Regions from separate parts of the Zea mays genome. Here all the other regions are linked to region 2. The links are chromatin contacts, called in public Hi-C maps. All regions are on one chromosome and are shown on one strand. The core of a region is the stretch at or near the end of the contact, and the rest is flanking DNA. Distances in the headings are between cores, read along the strand shown. Region 1 has its middle 21 kb from the start of LOC100273354. Region 2 holds the start of LOC103626987 (transcription factor GTE4). Region 3 holds the start of LOC100273354.

Evidence for each region. A called contact is a pair of places that touch in the nucleus more often than the background predicts.
Region 1: a Hi-C map of leaf shows a contact between it and region 2, with 6 times the contacts expected there. The contact joins the enhancer-like site here to the promoter of LOC103626987 in region 2. A contact is called at or near these places in 5 of 25 Hi-C or Micro-C datasets (ear, leaf, seedling and 1 more).
Region 3: a Hi-C map of leaf shows a contact between it and region 2, with 5 times the contacts expected there. The contact joins the promoter of LOC100273354 here to the promoter of LOC103626987 in region 2. A contact is called at or near these places in 2 of 25 Hi-C or Micro-C datasets (endosperm and leaf).

What each region holds. Positions count from the first base shown.
Region 1 is chr5:145,421,011-145,424,868 of Zm-B73-REFERENCE-NAM-5.0, reverse strand. No RefSeq gene overlaps it. Among protein-coding and RNA genes, the nearest start is that of LOC100273354, 21 kb to the left of the region's middle. Within about 2 kb of position 1,403, at least 7 of the 20 cell types and tissues checked have an H3K27ac peak or open chromatin away from gene starts, as enhancers often do. A contact at or near this core is called in leaf, where this site is marked.
Region 2 is chr5:145,216,718-145,220,701 of Zm-B73-REFERENCE-NAM-5.0, reverse strand. LOC103626987 (transcription factor GTE4) reads left to right here and starts at 2,439. Exons shown (of 5, transcript XM_008647345.4): 1 at 2,439-3,984. The coding sequence starts at 2,737.
Region 3 is chr5:145,442,308-145,446,207 of Zm-B73-REFERENCE-NAM-5.0, reverse strand. It overlaps LOC100273354, which reads left to right and starts at 2,592. Exons shown (of 5, transcript NM_001147793.2): 1 at 2,592-2,848; 2 at 3,066-3,295; 3 at 3,394-3,511; 4 at 3,616-3,798; 5 at 3,900. The coding sequence starts at 2,804.

The sequences.
Region 1 (3,858 bases), core at 154-2,653, 210 kb before region 2:
TTAGGACCAGAGAGGCCAAGACCTATAATTAATTGATGAATTTGTGAAATAGGATCTTTGTTTGAGCAAGTTTTTGGTGTTAGAGTCATATATTTTAAAATACAATTCCATTTAGGATTACTGTTGGAGATGTTGTAAGGGTTCCATTTGTGTGAGAATTAATTAGGCCTGGCTCTGAACCATGGCCACAAGAGCGACAGCCAGGGGCCCACGATGGAGGGGGCCAGCCACCGAGACCAATTTACGTATACGAGGATCTGAAGCGCAGTCTGCCGGCTACCGTTCTCCCTCACTCGTTTGACTCCCTTTGCTCGTGCGTTGTTTGATGTTTTGCGACTTCGCCTCTACTTCTTCCTCTACGACTTTGCCTCCTACTATCTTGCATTTGTTCCTCAGTACTCAGATCGATTGTGTGCAATTAGAAAGTAGTGCCCATAGACTAGCAAAGACATTGGATTTAATTTCGAATAATCAATTAATCATTGTAGTTTATCTTAATGTGTTTTTAGTTTACAATATCAAATTTATTTATAAGAATGAAGTGTATAACTAGTTATCTACTTCATTGCTTGTTAGGCAACAAATGAATAAATACTTTAAGTCTAAGGGGCCTATTGGGTACTGATAGGTGGACCCGAACACTCAAAGGTGGAAAGGAGGGCACAATGCACAACAAAACGTTAGGTAGGAAACTGTAGCGTCTCGTTATGCGTGTCCCATTTAGCTACATGACGGGGGTATTTATAGGGCAACCTAGGATAGGTGGTATAAAGTATGTTCATACCCTTGGTTACTAACTACAATTTCACAATATTTCGTGTAACAGGGTAATTACAACACCACAACCCCCTTTAATGGTGTGCACTCATAGTTATACCCACTAGTTACAATGACATGTGGGCCCTCCAAGGAGCCTGCTCTAGACTAGCAATTTGGATGGGTCACATTCCCTGAAGCTTTCATTGTCATCCGGGGAGCCTTCACGCCTTGATGCCCTTCGGGCTTTTTGGGAGAGTAGCTTGTGCTGAAGGCCATTGAGTCATGCTCAGCGAAGTCCTTAGTTTTGATACTTGTCCCGTGCTTGGTCCTTCGCTTGGGTGCCTGTCCTCATCACAGTCGGTCGTTAGCTATTGGATTGGAGGCTCCATCAAAATCGCTAAGAGGCGAAGGCTCCGGTTGTTTGTGGTCATGTACAATTATGGTTAGTCAAGACGAGGGGCAAACCTTCACGTTGCTGATCGAGGACTGGTTCGACCACCACTCCAATAGCAGCCCCTGAGGGAATGGTTCATCGTGAAGGGCCAATCCCGAAGTCCTTCATTTGATGGGGACAAGTGCTGCCCTCGATCATTTGGTGAATCACCTCGGGGGGCCGCTGGATGTGACCGTTAAAAAAAAATCAATGGTTGTATTGTTAGCCACTGGGATTTGACTATAAATGCCCGCTTGCGCGGTCCCAAGGCTAGGCTACCGCGGTGTCGTTTTTGAAGCCACTATTAGTTGCGCTGCTGGCGGAGAGAACGATGTCGATCTCCTCCACATTGACATGCCTAAAAACCGCCAGTCATCATTGTCCTCAGTACACAGTCATGCCTCCTCTTCCAAGTGGTGGTAGTATGGTGACGCCGCCGCCGCCGTTGCCGAGCAGCGGGATAACTCCTACTACTCCAGCGGTCGAGTCAGGTGCCGCTTTGTCTTTCGCTAGGGTTGGTCGTTGTGGTGGGCTAGGCCCTAAAAACTATGAGTTGGGTGGGCCAAAAACCTCGTTGTAGAGAGTTAAGGAGATGATGATATCATTGGGGCACTTTCCTACTGGTTATGGCCAGGCCACAGGAGCAGAAACCACACCACGACCGAAAGGCGAGGTCATGGTCTTCGAGAGACTTTTTGCTGTCGGAACTCGCTTGCCATGCCACGAGTTTCTACTTGGGGTGCTTGAAAAATACAAGGTTCGACTTCACCAATTGACACTGAATGCTATAGTGGCTTTGAGCAAGTTTGTTTATGCGACGACCACCTTCGATGGAGCTCTCCATCAGTTGAGGTCTTCGCTAAACGCTATTGCATGCATTGATAGGAAAGGGTTATGGATGGGGTTGTTGATCAGTTCGAGTGCTTTACGTTTACCCGAAGGCGGGCGAGACCAAGAAGAAGGTGGTTGAGTTAGCCCCCTATACAAAGAACAAGTGAGGGTGGACGGAGAGCTAGTTTTATGTGCGCTATCAGGAGGGCAAGTCATGGCCTCAGCCAAGCATTATGTCTTCATTTTAGTTTGAGGCTTTTTGGTGCTATGTAGTTGCAGAGAGGGATCGCGATGATCAGGCCTTCAATTTTGCTGTGGTTACTTGTAGTGGCAGGGACTTGGTTGAAGAGTACCTAGCTTGCGGGATTTGGCCATTGGGCCGTGGGTGGTTTGTTGGACCAATTGTGCGAAGAGACTTTGCTGGTTTTTTGAAACAAATTTTAAGTCATGCTTTTGTTGTGGATCTGGGTGATCGTTCATGGGACATTTTTGTAGCAGAGACAGACAAAGAGGCAGAAGACCTGGTTGGTCCTATTATAGAGCATGAGGTGGATAAGGGTATCGAGCCGCGTCCACTTGAATCGTGTGTTTAGACAGATTGGGCTTGCATATGAATGACACAAAGGTGCGCCCGAAGAGGCGGAGGACGCCAACGAGTGTATTTGCACTGTCTTAGACATCAACAAAGACTCCGCAAGCCATCTCAAGGGAGATGGACGTGGGGGCCTCCTCCGCAACCTTCACCCTTGAAATGGCAGAGACATGCAAACCAACTGGCTCAGTGCTCGACGCGGAGGCTAGACCTATGGAGGACTTCATCGAGCAAATGATCGGGGGTATGTTGGGAAAGGAGTTAATTCCAATGAGGGTTGGCTCAGGGAGCGCTAAGCGATGGGTTGTGCGTAGGGCTGGACGAAATACTCGTGGCTCGATAACTCGCTCGACTCGGCTCGTTAGTAGCTCGGCTCGACTCGGCTCGTTTTAATTTTGTAGCGAGCCAAGCTAGCATTCTAGCTCGGTTCTCTAATGAGTCAGCTCGGTTTAGCTCGTGAGCTAGCTCGCGAGCCAAACGAGCTAAGCCACAACACAAGTTTATCTAGTCGTTGATGTCGTCTCATCTCTCATAGTCTTGTTTTTTCGTAGTTCTGATCTGTGATATGGACATGTGTGGATGTGTCATGTGCTTAAATATTTGCATTATTGTATTGCTACATACCTACATTGCATATTTAATATTTGGTTATTGGTTATGGTTTTGTGAACTTTGTTTCTAGCAGCATATGATGTTAGTGTTGTGTAATAAAATGTTACATGTTTGTGAAATAGATGATGAATTGCTTTATAATGATGCTTGTTGCTATCTTATTATAATAAGGGTTTATAAATCTATAAGTTAATACATATTTGGTTATTTAATTTGATATTAAAAGTTAGAAGCGCTAGGATAATGATATGATAATAATACTATAAAGGTTTTGGGTTTGTAGTGTAAACACTTAAAATATGATTTTTCGATTATATATATATTTATGTACATACATCTTTGTATTTAGTTGTGTGGCTCGCGAGCCTAACGAGCTGGCTCGAGCTTCCTAACGAGCCGAGCCGAGCCAGCTGTTTAGCTCGTTAGTATAATGAGCCGAGCTGAGCTGGCTCGTTATAGTTACGAGCTATAACGAGCCGAGCCATAACGAGCCGAGCTGGCTCGATATCCACCCCTAGTTGTGCGGGCAATGTCTGTGGCATGTGACTGAAGATGTCGCGCTAGCCAGAGTAGCAAGGGACTTGCTTATATTCCTGTACTCACATAACATTAATGGACCAGAAGGGCAAGG
Region 2 (3,984 bases), core at 1,190-3,689:
TTTATCGGGCCCTTGGGCCTCTCGTGAGGTCTTTTACCCTTCCAGTGGACCCGGGGGATATCTGTCCCCCACAACGTTCTACCAAAGAACATGTACGAGGCACAGAAACTCCTTCGTGCACTCAAGATGATGTATGAGCAGACACATGCTTGTCTAAAGGGCTACATCCTATTTAGGAAAGAATACATGGAGGCAAAGTATTGTTCGAAGTGTAAATTGCCTAGGTTCATGGAGGTAGACTATGGTGATGGATAGAAGAGGCAACTTGACATCCCCGTGACAATGCTACACCACCTTCCGTTCATACCGAGGATCCAGTGGCTATACATGACCGAGGAATCCGCGGAACAGATGACATGACACAAATATGGCAAATGATACAATCCTGACAAGATGGTACATGCATCCTATGGTGAAGCATGGACCCACTTTGATCACTTTGATGCCATTCACCATGAGAAAGTTGAATAGGCTCGTATTGTACGTGTTTCCCTGGCCACAAATGGGTTCAATCCTTATGGACTGATGGCTGCCCCATACACATGTTGGCATGTGTTCGTTATGCCCCTCAATCTCTCCCCTAGGTGTATGCTTTCAATGACATAACTTGTTCTTGTTGTTGATAATTCCTGGACACCTGAGAAATAAAATGGGTGTGTACATGAAGCCTGTGATTGATGAATTGGTCTATGCTTGGAAGGAAGGGGTATGGACATACAACCGAGCTACAAAGAAAAATCTCAAAATGCATGTTTGGTACCAGTACTCCATGCATGACTTCCTGACGTATGTGTTATTCTCTGCCTCGTGTCTTCACGGTAAGTTCTCATGCCCAGTTTGCAAGGAAGCTCTTAGGTGCAACTTGTTGAAGAAGGGTGGAAAATATTCGTCATTTGATAAACATCTACAATTTCTCCCTCCTGACCATGCATTCAGACTAGACATTAAGAACTTTACGAAAGGTGTCGTAGTGACAGACCACCCACCTGCAATGATGACTGGTGCCAAAGTTCGTCAATAGATAGATGGTCTTGTGGTCAATGGGTTTGTGGGATATGATGAGCAACATATGTGGACCCATAAGTTGGGCTTGATTCGGCTCCCCTATTATGATGACCTTCTCCTTCCACACAATATTGATGTGATGCACACTGAAAAGAATGTTGTCGAAGCACTTTGTGCAATAATCATGGACATTTATGATAAGTCAAAGGATAACATAAAGGCAAGAGTGGATCTGACAGCATTATGTGATAGACCAAACCAAGAGATGAAGCCAGTAGTGGAAAGACATTGAGAAGGCCTAAGGTCGATTTCGTCCTGAGCAAATCCCAGAGGAGGGAAGTACAAGAGTGGATCAAGATGTTAATGTTCCCTGATGTGTATGTAGCTAACATGAGTAGGGGGTGAATTTATCTACTATGTGAGTCTTATGGATGAAGAGTCGTGACTACCACATATGGATTGAACGATTTCTTCCGGCGATGGTTTGATGCTATATCACTAATCATTTATGGCTAGTGCTTGCAGAATTGAGCTATTTCTTTCTGCCAGTTTTGTGCAGAGGAGTTATCTCGGACCATGATTGCAAACTTGGAAAGAATGGCAATCGTGTTACTATGTAAGTTAGAAAAGATCTTTCCACTTGGCTTCTTCAATCTGATGCAACATTTGATTCTGCATCTCCTGTATGAGGCATGAATGGGGGCGTGGAGGGACGTTAGTGCTATCCGTTTGAGAGATGTCTAAAGACTATTCGAAAGAAATGTAGAAATAAATGCAAGATCAAGGCTTCCGTTGCAGAAGCATACATACTAGAGGAGGTGTCAAACTCCACAACAACTTACGACGGTGATAAACTCTTGAGTGTGCATAATTCACCCCTCGTTGCAATGATAGCGAAAATGAATCGAACCTCAGCATTTTTCGAGGGCAACATGGAAGGGCAAGTGGTTTGACCACTAAGACCTTGAGACATGAAGAGTGGTGCCATATATGTTGACCAACCTTGACGAGGTAACGTCATACATGTAAGAATTTCTTGATGAATTCTAGCATCGATCAAGGGATCCAACTTCACAAGATTATGATACCCTTCTTATATAGGGTGCGGAAAATGAATTGTCTGACTTTAATTTCTAGTTCAAACAGAAGGTACCATCCTATCTAGCTCGTACTTAGTTTGTCATTTGAAGTTTCTCTTACGTGATAATAATATAACAACCTAGCAACTTGTAGGGCCAAAAAAATCTATCTATTAATGATGAATTTGGACAAGTAGCAAATGACTTTGTCTATAGGGTCAGCCGGTCAGGACATTTTCTAGGTACGATGTTAATGGATACATAAATTTTGACGAAATTTATTTTCCGGACAGTACCGAGAAAGTTTTTTTTAAAATCCACTGAATTTCGTCCGGGAAAGTACCTCGGATGTCCAGGCAAGCCAATTCTAACGACCAGGATTACACGAGCGCCCTCGCCAGCACCCGTCTTTGCGACGTCGGCTCAGCTGCAGTCCTCCCCAGAAAAGCAGAGACGCGTCCGACCTCCGACGCTGCCACCAACCTCTTCCCCCAGCCACGCTCCACCGCGCCATAGCCGCAGGAAAATATCAAATCGGAGCCGCGATGCACCACAGAAAAAAATTCCCTAGGGTTTCCAAGCAAAAGCCCTCCTGAATTCTCCAATTCCGCGCCTTCCCCCGCTTCGTGGGCCTCGGATTTAGGGTTTATGCATGGCTTCCGACCCTCCCGGCGACGGCGCCGGCGGGGAAGAGCCGACGCCGGGCCCTGCCCCCGCCGTGGAGGTGCTTGCTGCTCCCGCCGTTCCGCTCAGGCCGCGCTGGGCCACGGAGATCAAGGTCTACACCCGTAAGCACCCCCGCAAAACCCCTAAACCTCCTCCAGAACCAGCTCCCGCCCCCGCCTCCGTCCCTGCCCCTGCCCTTGCTCCTGCCCCGGCCCCGAATCCCCTTTCCGAAACCTTATCCTCGATTCGTCGCTCCATCCGCCGCGCGGACACGGTTGGCGCTGCGGCGCGGCCCGATCCGGCAGCGCCGGCCTCGGTTCCCGCCCGGGGGCCACCTGGGGAACGCGGTGCCGCCTCGGGGGACCCCTCATCTGAGGTGAACCGTGTCGGCGGCGGTATTTCTAACGGCCACGGCGACGACCGGGCGGCGGCCGCGGCTGAGAAGTCTGAGAAAGCACGGAAACGCAGGGTGAGGAGTGAGTTGCGGCGCCGACTGGCGGGGGAGCTCGACCAGGTCCGCGTGCTCTCCAAGCGGCTGAAGGAGGCTGCCGAGGCCCTGGCGCAGCAGGAGGCTTCTGAGCCTGCGCCTTTGCCCATGGTGGTGCTGCCAACACAGCAGCAGGTGGTGGATGCTGGGTATGTGCAACTGCAGTTCTCAGCTGGTGATATGGCGGTGCCCATGTCTGCTCAGATTGCAGCTGCTGTTACTCCTGCCCGTTCCATGCTGCAGCGCAGACCACTAACCGTGTCGGTTGTTCATAATGAAGCCTTTGAGAAGGTGAAGCGGACGCCAAAGGCCAATCAATTGTACCAAAATTCGGAGTTCTTGCTTGCCAAGGATAGGATCCCTCCCTCAGATTCACATGTGCGCAAGAAATCTAAGCACCACAAGAAGAAGCATAGGTCCCTAGAATCTCGTGGCGCAGACTTTGATGCTGAGCGGCGGCTGTACTCTCATGCGTTCAAGAAGTCCTCGTCACTTCTAAGCCGTTTAATGAAGCACAAGTTTGGGTGGGTGTTTAATAAGCCTGTTGATCCAGTTGCACTTGGTTTGCATGATTATTTTACTATTATCAAGCACCCAATGGATCTTGGCACGATAAGGGGACGGCTTAGCCGCGGACAGTACAGGAACCCGAAGGAGTTTGCTGAGGATGTCCGGCTCACTTTCCATAATGCGATGACATATAATCCCAAGGGTCAGGATGTGCATTTTATGGCAGAGCAGTTGTCA
Region 3 (3,900 bases), core at 1,343-3,842, 230 kb before region 2:
ATCCATCCAAGCATTCTAACTCCCACATTCATTGCAAAGAGCTAGAGTTCACTCCAAAGCCTCACCAAGCATCAAAGATCATTCAAGTGCAACAATTGTGATTGTGTTCATTAGTGATTAAGTGCCTTGTGAGAGATTCTAGAGAGTGTGAGCTAGTGTTTCTTGATCGTGCTTTCTACCTCTCCTTCTAAACTCTCAGTGACTTGTAATGCTAGCAAGAGACACCTAATTGTGTAGTGATCCTTGCGGCATCTGAGTGACCCTTAAGATTAAGAAGAAGCACTCAACCGGTCTAAGTGACCGTTTGAGAGAGGGAAAGGGTTGAAAGAGACCCGACCTACGTGGCCTCCTCAACGGAGAGTAGGTTCTTTGGAACCAAACCTCGAGAAACAAATCGTCTGTGTCTTTGTGTTAATCTTGTATTGCGTTTTGATTCTTCCTATTCCCTCTCTCTAAGCTCTCTTGCTTGCAATCGTTTTGAGTTAGCTCCCAAAGTTTTCCACATTGATTGAACAACTCGTGACCGGAAGAATTATCTTCCGCACTCCGATTTCATTACTACTCATTCTAACGCTAACCTCCGGTGAAGTTTTATTCAAAGTTTATAATTTACAGGTTTCACCTATTCACCCCCCTCTAGGCGACTTTCACGAGCGACGACAGGGCCCCGGTGCAGGCGAGCGGCGACGACCCTGAGGCCTCGAGGTGGGCGAGCAACGATGACCCCGATGAGCGAGCGTCGGTGGTGCCCCATGAGGTGTGGCCATCACCAACAACGATTGCCACGCTAGGCATGGGTGGCTCCGGCGGCGACGACAGTCGCGTGAGGCGGGGACTGCAAGGGTCTGCGGTTCGGGCGTCCTTCGGTGACCAACTCCTCCGATCCGGTGGTCGCGGCGGAGTCCTCCAGTAACGACCTCCTCCAATTTTTGCGTATGCATGCGACTGTTGTTTGAGCTCATACTTGGATTTTTCATTAATTATGATGTATGGTGTAGGTATTTATGCGACTTTCTTTAGCGATTTACGTTTTGTGTGATATTAGCCATCTAATTTTTGTGTGTATGATGTGGGAACGAAAATGTCGTTTAAAAATTGTGCGCATGCAATGGATACTCCCATGACTTGACACAATTTTCGGATCAGCATAAAAATAGGAACCACATGCATGTGCATAGTGGTTGCCATATTTTTTCAGATCTACCATAAAAATAGGACCGCATGCATGTGTATGGTGGGGAACGCGCCAAAATGTATGTTCTTGGTGGAGGGACGACATGCAATCGCGTATATATTTTTATGACACTTTGTATGCATATCTATGCCAACATCAAGAGGTTTTCAACAACTTTCTTATTGGATCAGTATTTATGCTCGTAATTATGGATTTTTATGCTCAAAACTAAAGATTTTTATGCTCGAACTGGAGATGCATCCACCAGTGAACCGCATGTCAGATTTTTACGATGTATCACATTGCATAAATACCTAAACAATGTACCATAATTAGTATCAATATATATCATAAACTGGTTTCAACAAGCCTAACTACATTGTTGTTGGAGCGATCCTATATTTATGGAGGAAATAAAGCATGCATGCTAATTCATTTCCTTTCATTGCACATTACTACTATTTTAAATTTGTGCGAATGCAGCAAGAAACAGATTTTTTACGCAGTGTACCGAATTGTATAAATACATACACTGTGTAGCATAATTAGCATCATTATATTTCATAAACTGGTTGTAACGAGCCTAGTTGCATGGTTGTTGGAGCGATCCTATATTTATGGAGCCATCTACTTTTTGCATGCATGCTGTGAAAACGAAAATGACATCTAAATTTTGCGCACATGTAATGTAAACTCACACTGTCTGTCATAATTATCGGACCTACCATATAAATAGAATCTGCATGCATGTGCTTGGACGTGGTCTAGTGGCTGGATGAGGTTTTTATGGAATCTCTATAAACAATTTACGCTATTTCTGTAAATTATTTATGCTATTTGCGAAAAAAACAGAACCGCAATTAATCACGTGCAACCCACGAGGGGTTGGGTGTTGGACCGATGATTTGACTGATGCGCATAGGGAGGTTTGACCTGTTGCATAGCAGGGGACGCGCTTTCGATCGCATGCACCTAGTTGTTGGATGTGTCCCGGGAGCTGCTGGGGCTTTATATAACTATTGAAAGTTGGGCTCACAATATACTTACCCTATGTATAGTTTATATAATTTATATTTATAGTCCGTTTGACATAGTTTTACCATAGCTTTATAAGTTGTTTAAAGATACTTTTTGTCAAATAAATAAATCTTTTGTAAATAGCTTTATAATGGAAGCAACTTAAATCATGTTCTCTTACAGGAACGAGATAGATGAAGCTCAAATAACAGTTTTTTCTTTTTTTTATATAATTTCCATCGCACTTGTGAATTTTCTATGGAATGAAAGCATGTAAAAAAATTCTGGTAAAGGTGGTCCTAGAGATAATGGTAAAGAAAAAAAACTCAATCGTCGGTGAAGCTGAGGTAACTGATCTCGAATGAGTACCGATAAATGGCGCTAGAAGCAGAGCGCGCGTGTGTGCCACAGCCCACAGCCTTGAACATGTGGTGCTCGCAGGCCGGTCGCTTCGCCTCAACCAATCACCGGCAGCCTCCCGCGCCACCCGGCGCAAAGATAAAGTTAGGCTCGGCACCGGGGGCTCATCCGCAAGCCTGTGGACGCGAGTGAGTGAACACCAGCCGTATTGTCCCGACTCCTGACCCCTACCGATCCTCGCCTGCTGCAGCCATGGCGACCTCCGCGGCGCTCTCCACCGCCGCCAATCCCACCCAGGTGAGCCAGCAACTTCCTTCTTCCGCCGCGGGGCGCCTCTCTCACCTGGCCTTGACCCTTGTCTCGTGTCAGTTTGGCCGTGGGGAAACAGAGTCTCTGCCCATGGCGTTGCTAGTCTTCATCAGCGTGTTCGATCTTGCTCACCAAAGATAAATCTGAATCGCGCGAATAATACGCATGCTTTATTTGTATGTGCTGCCCGTGCCTGCAATGTCAGCTCTACCGGTCCCGCGCTTCGCTGGGCAAGCCGGTGAAGGGGCTTGGCCTGAGCATGGGCCGCGAGCGCGCCCAGCGGAGCATTGTGTGCCAGGCGGCGAGCAGCATCTCCGCCGACCGCGTCCCCGACATGGAGAAGCGGAAGCTGATGAACCTCCTCCTCCTCGGCGCCATCTCGTTGCCCACCGTCGGCATGGTCGTCCCCTACGGCGCCTTCTTCGTCCCTGCCGGGTGAGTCGTCTCGCTACCTAGCGGCTCGCTGTACATACGTGTTAGCTGCCAGCCAGCACTTAACGGAAAGTACCTCGTCCTGTTGATCTTGCACGCAGCTCCGGGAACGCCGGCGGCGGGACCTACGCGAAGGACAAGCTGGGCAACGACATCACGGTGGAGGCGTGGCTCAACACGCACGGTCCCAACGACCGCACGCTCGCGCAGGGGCTCAAGGTCAGTCACCCCACCGCCATCGTCGTCGTCACCTGCAGCTGCAGGCATGTCTGTCGTGCTGATGCTGACGGCCGGCGTGTTTGTGCGCGCCGCCGCGCGTGCAGGGTGACCCCACGTACCTGGTGGTGGAGCAGGACAAGACGCTGGCCACCTACGGGATCAACGCCGTGTGCACTCACCTCGGCTGCGTCGTGCCGTGGAACGGCGCTGAGAACAAGTTCATCTGCCCCTGCCACGGATCCCAGTACAACAACCAGGGCAAGGTGGTCCGTGGACCGGCGCCTCTGGTAAAAACAAACGCACGCTAGCTGGGGCGATATCTTCCTTATTGGAACGAATTGTTGATCTGCTTGGTATGCATTAATATTGCGCGTTCTTGTATTAACAGT